2 separate regions of the Mus musculus genome follow, and region 1 is linked to region 2. The links are chromatin contacts, called in public Hi-C maps. All regions are on one chromosome and are shown on one strand. Each heading gives the region's core, a stretch centred on a gene start, on an enhancer-like site or on the middle of the called end of the contact. The rest is flanking DNA. Distances are from core to core; before and after follow the strand shown. Region 1 holds the start of P2ry12 (purinergic receptor P2Y, G-protein coupled 12). Region 2 overlaps Med12l (mediator complex subunit 12-like).

Region 1 (4,726 bases), core at 1,166-3,665, 88 kb after region 2:
GGATTTTGTCTGTCTGGAAGAAGAGGAAGAGTAAAAAAAAAAAATAACTTTGTTAATGTTTAAGCTAAGAAGTGTTAGCTGTTACTGTAGAGCTTCATTTTAAACCTGTAAAAGTCGTCATAGCAAAGAACAAAGGGATTTCTGTTGTTACTCTTTGTTTTTTCCCAATCTTAGATTTTAAGTAACTGGAGGGAAGAAAGATACCAAGATGATACGAAAGCCCGCCAGATGATGCATGAGGCCCTACAGCTCCGCCTGAATCTGGTAAGGATGTGGCAGACCCATTTCTGTCACACCTCTCTCTGTGTGAAAGTAATACCAGCTTTCAACATCTGTGGACAGAATCTGCATGACAGAGGGAAGCCTTCCTCTTTCTCACTCTGTACCTACTTCCTTTTCTCTTAAACCTTCTGTTTCCTTAGCTGCCGTCCTTCCTGTCTGGGTTGAATTCTAGACAGTAGAGTTGTAAGCACCTATTTGTGTTTTCCACCAGGGAGTAGAGGCTCCATCTGGCAGATCTCTCCTCCTCCTCCTGTGCAGTGCTAAGGGGAGGTCCGACAAACCTTTAATAGGAGTGTTGGCTTTCACTGTGTTCTATTTTACAACCACAGAAATCTGTCAACTCTCAATTTTTCTCAGAGACATTCTGTTAAATTGATCAGAAAAAAAAAAGACAAATCTCACAAGAATATTTTACAGAAATCTGAAAGTTTCAGCATGTTTTGTATTCCCTTAAATTTCCTCTTGACAAATCCTGAACGTGCCCTGGGCAATTGCTTTTCTGGCTTTTGGCAATCTGACCTCCCTGGGCAGTTGTTCACCTCACCTTCAGCACTCTGACCTCCTCCCAGGAGCTGGCAGACCTGTGGCAATACCTTCTCCTCCTCATTCCTTCCACGTTAAAGGGCATCTCCAGGGATATTATAGTGGCAGGCTCAGATGCAATAATAATCGAATATCACACAATTGCAGGTGATGAGACAGAGTTTTGATGCTATTCAGGTTTAACTGCAGTTATGTCTAAAACTAAGTACCATGAGAGACTGATGAGAAGAGAAAGGTAATTTTGTGACTGCCCACATTCAAGTGTTACACTTTCTGTTAAGTTTTGAATGCCTAGCCTCTGTGGAAAGAACCATAAACAGTGATAACCACATAGCTAGAAGAGACAGTTGTAGGATAATCCATAGTGTGGCTAGCAAGAACCAGTTCTTAACATCACTTCTGGTTTAACAAATCAACATTTGGGCACATATGGTAATAGGGGTAGCAATACAAAATCTTTATCATATTTTGTATGCTAGGTAGGAGGAATGTTTGACACGGTACAGCGGAGCACGCAGGGGACCACCGACTGGGCCCTCCTACTCCTCCAGATAATTACTTCGGGAACTGTTGACATGCACACTAACAAGTATGTTGGGTTTTTGTTTTGTTTTATTTTGTTTTTTATCATTTTATACCTTTTTTTTTCCCCTGCATGCATGCATGGTACAAGCTTTTGTCTACTGACAGGAAATTCTGCCACTTACTGATTTAGCTGTCATTAAAAACTTAGCACTTTCAGTAGAAATGCTTAGGCAATTCTGTGTGTCCGGGTTTTGTTTGTGAGAATAAAATGGGGTTTTCTTTCTTCTCAGTGAATTATTCACAACGGTTCTTGACATGCTGGGTGTTTTAATCAATGGAACCCTGGCTTCTGACCTATCAAGTGCTTCCCCCGGGGGATCAGAAGAGAACAAACGTGCATACATGAACTTAGTAAAGAAACTGAAAGTAAGCTTGTGATCAGCCTCTACTCTGAAATCATGTTGTTTATGGATTATTGTCTTAATTTCCTCCTCATTAATCTACATGTGTAGCTGATTCAGCAGATTGTGGTTATTTGTTATCTTACCTACTCTGTCAGTCCTTCAAAATTACAAGCATGATATTTGAACGATTTTTTTCTCTGAAAAGGTGTGCTCAAATAAAATGTGTTTTAATTTTTAAGGATTTTAAAAATGCATTATCAGATATCTAACCAAAACTCCAGTGTCAGATTTCCTTTGAACCCATGCTTGGATTTACACATGCAAGTGGGAAAAAAAAAAATGAGCTCTGCATTGAATTTGTAAATCCACTAACAGTCCTGGACATGAACGGCAAATAGACATTGCAAATACATAATCTGAAGACGTTACAGTAAAAAAGCTGATGGTTACCTTGCACTGTGACCCTGGATACGGGAAAGTGTCCGTGCGGCAGCTCCTGCTGTGTGACAGCAAATGACACTGGCGTTTTGTCATTTCAGCACTCTGATTTGTCATGGAGAACAAGACTGCCTTTGTGTGCACCCTGATTTTCTACTTGAATAGAAGAAATGAAACATTTCACCAGTCCAATTTGCAGCTGTTCCATAGACTGCGCTAAGGACTAAAGACATACTAGCCCTAAAAAAAAGGAAATGTGTCACTGGGGAACTTCCTTCTTGTTAGCTTTTGCTTCATTGTAAAGTCAGAATTTTTGCCTCACTTCTCTCTTGCTTTTACATTTTTCCCCCCTCTTTCTTCTAGAAAGAACTAGGAGACAAGAGGTCAGAAAGCATTGACAAAGTTCGACAGTTGCTGCCTTTGCCAAAGCAGACCTGCGATGTCATCACGTGTGAACCCATGGGTTCTTTGATCGATACAAAGGGAAACAAAATTGCTGGATTTGACTCTATTGATAAAAAACAGGCAAGAGTAAATGTTTTTTCCCACATATATAAATATATCTAGTTATAGAAGCCAAGTGACTTTTCTTAATTTTCAGTGGTATAATTTTTGTCATCAAAGCACAATAGCTATTGGCATTGCAAAAAGAAAAAGAAAAAAGCCATTATCTTCAAAGATCTCCCAATTAAAATGCTTATCTGGACTTCAGGGCATTTCTAGAATCTACCAAAAACTTAAGTAACAGCTTAGCATAAGAAATAAAAGTAAAATAAAATTATTATTTTACATCAGGATAGGAAACAAGCTATGTTTATATAAGAAAATGTGTGCTGATAAGAATTTTCATTTGCTGAGTAAGCAGTATTTAGTAAAACTTGTGTTACAACACTACGTAGTCTCTAAGAAGCAGTATTAGATGGGCATTTGCTTTCTATACAACGCTTTGGAAGGTTCTTTAAAATAACAGAAAGGCCAGCCTGAGTAGCCATTGGCACTGCAGCAATGGAGATGGTGGAGGGAATCCCTGCCCTTAGGGGGAAGTAGATGCACTTTTACATGCAACGGGACGTGCAGGTCAGGTCATGATGGCACCAACGGGGAACGGTTTAAGTCACACAGGCAGAGGTAGTCAGAACAGGGGTCCTACAATAGTGGACACACAGACCATCCTGACGGACTAAGTATACAGAAAAGTATAGGACAGGTGGGGAAAGTTTAAGGAAAGGCAAGAAAGGTGACTGTTAAGAGGAAAAACCATGCCACCAGAATTCAGAGTTAACTCAAATGCCATAGCAGTGTGGCCATGGGAGGGGAAAACCAGAAGTCACAATAAGGGTGACTTGGGCTTCTTTCAGAAGGCATCCAGGAGCCATTTAGATGTGAGTTCTACTCAGGAGAACGATTTCATCACATGGCAGACAGCAGTGGGTGGTGACATTACTGGTAGTGTCAGAAGAAGTCACACTTAAAGAGGAAGACAGACAAAAACAGATATGCTCACATGGGGGGCGGGGTACCTTGGCCGTTTTGAGGAGAAATGTCTTTAAATAGGTATACTTGCAAAATTACTAAGAAATGTTACCCATTAGTATTACAAATAAAAGCATGCTATTTTTCAGAAACAAAATTGAATTCCTTACCTGGATTCAGTAAAGATACCTTGGAATTGAAAGACTTAATTTGTGTTGTACCTGTTTCTGTAATTAATTTTCTCCCAAAAAATTTTATTCAGAGAAAGCCACATACATGTACATGAAATATATACTAAATTGAGTTCATACATCAGAGGCAGACTATATATTGACTTTTAAATCTTGTATAATACTAAAAATAATGGATTCCTGAGATGGTTCTAACAGCAACTTTACAGGATACTTGAGAGATTATATTTTCTACAACATACTTGAATGAGAATGTCATTTTATACTAAAATATTTTAGCTCACTTTTAGATGCCTTAAGGAGTGTCAGGTGGTACAGAGCACTGGAGAACTGAACTTGCAAAGTCCTGAACCCCAGTTCACACTGCTTAGATGAACATTCCTGTCTACTGAGTTCCCTTAGCTCGTTCCAACCTTCCAACCGCACGCTTTCAAGCTTGCCCTGTGGGTTGGGGACAGGCCAGGTTGTGTTGTCACAGAACATTCTTTTCCCACAGGGTCTCCAGGTCTCTACGAAGCAGAAAGTGTCCCCATGGGACCTGTTTGAGGGTCAGAAGAACCCAGCCCCGCTGTCCTGGGCCTGGTTCGGCACTGTCCGTGTGGACCGGAAGGTGATCAAGTATGAGGAGCAGCAGCACTTCCTTCTGTACCACACGCACACCATGCCCAAGCCCCGAAGCTACTACCTCGAGCCGCTGCCCCTACCTCCTGAGGAGGAAGAGGAAGAACTCACGTCTCCAGTTTCTCAGGAACCAGAAAGGAAATCAGCTGAGCTGTCAGATCAAGGAAAAGCTACAGCTGATGAAGAGAAGAAGACAAAGGGAAGGAAGCGTAAGACAAAATCGAGCTCACGCATCGATGTGAGTGGGGG
Region 2 (4,888 bases), core at 667-3,166:
ATGACTTAAGCACTTTGGAGACAAATTGATGGGTACAATATCACCATAGCCTTTTTTTGGTTGTGTGACCTTGAGGCTAGTCACCTATATTCTGACTGGGAATAATACCATTCTTTCCCTATGAGTTGGCTGTGGGGATTAACTGGGCTACACAGTTGACACCAGGGTGTGTGCTCAGTAAGTATAAATGATTTGAACTTAATGGGTACATAGTGGGGGCGTAGAAGGCAGGCAGAAGCAGAGAAATCATGGCAGCGATCAACATCAGATGTGGTGCTGTCTGTAGCTGCCATCAGCTGCAAGTCATGGCTTTAAATAACAGGATCCACGTTTGCTCAGTTTCAGAACCCTTGCTCCTCTGTGGGACCGGAAAGCTGTCCACAGGCCTAAACTAGGCCTGCAGGGTCAGGCTCTGTACAGGCCTGGCTTTTCCATGGGTCCTGGGTGGTCTGGAAGCTTCCCCATAGAGGCTCCTAATGGCAGTGAGGACAAAGGAGGACAGTCTCAGGTGAATGATGGTGCCGTTGACCACATTCAAGGAAAGGTTGTACAGTCTTGTAAATAGCACGGACTTTGGAATTGACTAACCACTTCGTTGATTTGTTTCTTCATATCACTTTTATGATTATACAACAGGATTTAAAAAGATGCTTGTTTATTACTTTGAACACTGATCCATGTTTGCACTAGGACTTGGCAGTAGCATGTCCAGGTTTCCATAATACCTAAACCCCAGACATGTTCTTCTCTTTGACTGGAATTTTTCAGGAACCTCTACCAGGTGTCTTGTTATAGATTTCGGTACCCCTAGAGGAAATCTTTTAAAACTGGAGTATGTGTTATCATTCTATTGCTTGACAGCTGGTTTTGGCAATTGGTATATTCAAAATAGGAGGCAGTCTTCCACAGTAAAGGTTTGTCCCCTACTTCCTGTGGCTAGTAAGCCATTGACCTTCCCCATGGGTGAAAAATGCATTTATCAATACAGAATTTATCTTTCACACTGAAGTTTATTTTTATGCATACCCACAGTGGTGACTTGGGTAAGACATGTCCTCTGCAGATTCAGCACTGGGACACAGGGGCCCAGTTGGTGGTGCTGTTGAGGAAGTCTAGAGGGTGTCCCTTTGCTGGTGAAGTATGTCACTTGGGGCAGATATTGACACTTTTCTCTGTTGGTTTCTTTGCTTATGATGTTTTATCACAGCAACAGAAAAGTATTTGACACTCGAACTAAAGCTTTGTGATACCTGCATTGCCATTTACCAGCAAGAACAGAGGGTGTTTTCAAAATAGGTCGTTGAAGGGAGAACCGAGCACCAGAGGATGAATGTACCTCAAGAGAATGACAAGTGACAGTTTGAGATGTGAAACTGAAGTTTGTGAAGGGTGATTGCACTCAGCCAGATGACTTCAGCTGTTTAGGGGCTTCTGGGGATCCATGAGGGAAGTGTGATAGAATGATGGGCGTCCACAGGAAACGTGACCTGAGAAGCGTCTGTGCATTTCATGGTATTGAAAGCACACAATATACAGTGGTTCAAAATATAACTGAAAGGAGCATGGCAGCTCTCTGTGTTACAGAAAAGATGGTCAGTCTGTCTTATAGCATAAATGTTCAAAGCACACAGCAGTGTTTGAAAAGCACAGAGTTGATTTATTGTTGGGAAATTTTGTTTGTTAATTTGGAGAGAGCAGTCAGCATTTTCAGCGTGCTTCTGTCAAGCCCCTGGGTGGCTTGAGTCTTTTAGTCTTTGTTTCTTGTTGCATACATGTGTTAACTTGTGTTAACTTCTTGATGGCACTGATTGCTCTTCTTAGACATTTCTCCCTCGCCCTGCTCAAGGCTGCTCCACGTTAAATACTTGCAAACATGACAGGCTAGGACACGGAAAACAAGGTTTATGGGCTTCACCACTAGATGGTAGTGGAGGTCTAGGGCAGCCTCAGCTGCTTTGTCTCCAGTTCAGATTTCAGAATGGTCCCTCTTAGGAGTGTTTCCTTTAGACACAGACCACTAGGAATAATTAAAGATTGTTTTACATAGTGTCGAACACATTGCTCTTTTGTGTAACATGTGCCAGGTAAGTGTTTATTGATTTGTTAGTTGCTTTCCTGTGGAGTTTAAGTGTATGTGTTTAAGAGAGAGATAAAGATAGATATGCTTAGAACATTGAATTGGTCATCAGATTTTAATGCATCCTGTCTTTTTTTCCCCCTAATATATTTCCCTACTGTAGTTGTACAGTTTAAGCCAATAAATTTTACATGTACATTTCTCTCTCTCTCTCTCTCTCTCTCTCTCTCTCTCACACACACACACACACACACACACACACATTCTATCTTGAGTATTTTATCTAATTTAATGTGTTTCTCTAGGCACTGTGTTTGAAGCTTTATCTGATAAAGAAATACTGGCATAGTGTTTATAATGGGAAATAAGAAGTTATGAAGTGGTTTAATCAATTGAGCTGTTTATATGTGAGGTCAGTTTCTTCAAATATCATTTAAAAATAATACTAAAATTTCATTTTAAACTTCTCTATTTAAGAAAGAATGAATATGGTATTTATTCCTGTATTGTAAAATTTTACCTGCACATTTGGCAGGTATCCATCCCTAATCTAGAATCTGAAATCTGAAGGCTCTAAAGTCTGCCATGATAGCACAAGTGCCACCCTGTGATAGGCTGTAGGGCAGGAGCACAGCACACTGATCACAGCATCATCGTATTCCCGGGTTGCATGGGAGGCCGCACATGAAGCAACATGAGTTTGTGATTATAATATAGAAAATCCTGAAGCTCTCTTGTCATCTGTGTACAAATATTCCCACACCCAGCACCTGAAATCGGAAATCTCTCTGTTCACAACAATTTCAAATAAAGGTTTCACAACCCATGTAACTCAAAAGCCCCAAGGAATATTCTGTTTCCTATTTGAGGTTACTGTAGAAAGCCATCAAACAGAATTTATAATTTCTCCACTTTGAGTGGGAACATTGTATGCTGCTCTCCACCTCTTCTTGTAAATCTGTAAGTTGTTCAGGGTTGGTTCTGGCTAACTCGGTTTGGGGTATTGATGCAAAATAGGAGCTGCAATTTAGATAGATTTTATAATCTGACTTCTTTAACTGAGGATGGTCCGACCACTCTTTTGTAAGTCGATGTTTGGAGTTGTGCCACTGATTTAACAATACCATTCCCAAGAAGTAAGACCCACCTCACATTAAATGTGCCCAATAACCACAGGGGTAGCCAACTTAGAGAGAGCAAATGAGATTTAACATAATTTTAAAAGGCTTAGAGTTGAAGCCTGAATCACAATTGAGCTGAAGCCTGGTCTAGAAACCCTGGTGGGCTGCAGTGCTGCAGAGAACTGGCTGATGGAAGAAGGAAGTCATTTCCAGTCCCGAGGTTCTAGAGGACATTTAACAATGTCCCCCAGTACCGAAGCTTATAATGTTGTTCCTGAGTGCTCTGACTAGGCACCGAGCTGTGGTAAAGAGATAGAGGGAGAGAGGAGAGGCTGGACCCAAGGACTTTCCCGCAGCATTGTTGTTCTTCCTTCATGTTAAGGTAGCTGAGTCTCATCCTGCTTATTCTGCAGAAAGCAGCAGGAGGCCTTAGTCTTCCATCTGCTCTCAGCCCCTGACCTAAAACAGTGTTGACCTACTTAGTATCACACATTGGGTGCTGGGGTTAACTAAGCCAGTGACCAAACACGGTCTATAAAAATTAACTTGCCTGAAGAGTCATTTTGTTTAGGGAGCTGAGATCTTGAGAGAGTAATATTTTGATAAAAGTTATCAGATCTTTTATCTCCTTACATACAAAGTCCTCTGCTAAAATTGGCATGTTTCCTCAGTGGGCTGGACCTTTACACTGCTTCTGTGCCTAATGGTGGAGGTCATGGTGCTGCTGCTCTTGAACCCTCGGCTTTGCTCAAGCCTCAGAATTGTGCAATTTGCTAGAACGTAACTGAAGTAGTCAGTTATATGCATGTGTTTTATCTGTTTGATATAGTGCCTGCTTTAATAATTGTGTGTGTGTGTGTGTGTGTGTGTGTGTGTGTGTGTGTGTATGTGTGTGTGTATGCACATCACAGCATACACATGAGGGTCAGAGAGCAACCTTGAGTGTTTGCCCTTCTCGTTCACTGCTGCATGTGCCCAGCTGGCTGGGCTGTAGTTTCCGGAGATTCTTCTGTCTCTGTCTCCTGTCTTGCTGTAGGAGACTGGAGATTACAGGGGCATGCTACCATGCCCAACTTCATCTGGATTTCAGGTTCTTTCACCCACTGAACCATCTTTCTTGTCATACCGTGTCTTTTCATCAGCAAGCATATCTTAACTCTTCCTGTTAATGTTTGCTGCAGATCACAGTACCGTGTTAAAAATAGAACATGGGCTGGAGAGATGGCTCAGCTAATAAAGGCACTTGTTTCCAAGTCTGAGGACCTGAGGTAAGTCTTAAACCCCACATGTTGGGAGGAGAGAACCAACTCCAGCAAGTTGCCCTCTGACATTCACGTGCGCACGGTAGCATGCACAAATCCCATCCCCTCCCCCCCGAAAAATAAATGCAATATATTTTTTTAACATACGAAATCATATGTGACCCTCTGGCAGTACCCATACAACTTTGAGGAACAAAGTCATTCAAAAGTGCATTATTGGCAAAGAGAAAATAGCCGAACAGTTAAATGACTACTGTTGGACTTTCTGATATAACTTAGTGAACTACATCTTTCATTTTACAGTTGCATAGCTAAACTACTGATATTCTTGTTGGGCATACATTACTGGGAAGAATATTTTGTTAATATGTAATTTTTGTTAAAACCTCAAAGATGAAAATACTGGCAAATATTAATTGGATGTTATA

Evidence for each region. A called contact is a pair of places that touch in the nucleus more often than the background predicts.
Region 1: a Hi-C map of CD8 T cells shows a contact between it and region 2, with 1.7 times the contacts expected there. The contact joins the promoter of P2ry12 here to the enhancer-like site in region 2. A contact is called at or near these places in 8 of 39 promoter capture datasets (the 3T3-L1 cell line, the C10 cell line, the HPC-7 cell line and 4 more), 1 of 15 datasets of contacts at CTCF or cohesin (CD8 T cells), 8 of 484 Hi-C or Micro-C datasets (B cells, CD8 T cells, DN3 thymocytes and 5 more), 4 of 115 datasets of contacts at active chromatin or transcription factors (CD8 T cells, the HPC-7 cell line, large pre-B cells and 1 more) and 5 of 9 other capture datasets (adipose tissue, embryonic stem cells, liver and 2 more).

The regions. Positions count from the first base shown.
Region 1 is chr3:59,260,570-59,265,295 of GRCm38.p6, forward strand. P2ry12 (purinergic receptor P2Y, G-protein coupled 12) reads right to left here and starts at 2,416. Exons shown (of 5, transcript NM_001357008.1): 1 at 2,205-2,416. It overlaps Med12l (mediator complex subunit 12-like), which reads left to right. Exons shown (of 44, transcript NM_177855.3): 32 at 175-264; 33 at 1,305-1,414; 34 at 1,641-1,776; 35 at 2,556-2,717; 36 at 4,353-4,715.
Region 2 is chr3:59,173,530-59,178,417 of GRCm38.p6, forward strand. The region is part of intron 15 of Med12l (mediator complex subunit 12-like); the gene reads left to right. Among named protein-coding and RNA genes, the nearest start is that of Gm51434, 18 kb to the right of the region's middle. Within about 2 kb of position 1,917, at least 29 of the 459 cell types and tissues checked have an H3K27ac peak or open chromatin away from gene starts, as enhancers often do. A contact at or near this core is called in B cells, CD8 T cells and Th1 cells, where this site is marked.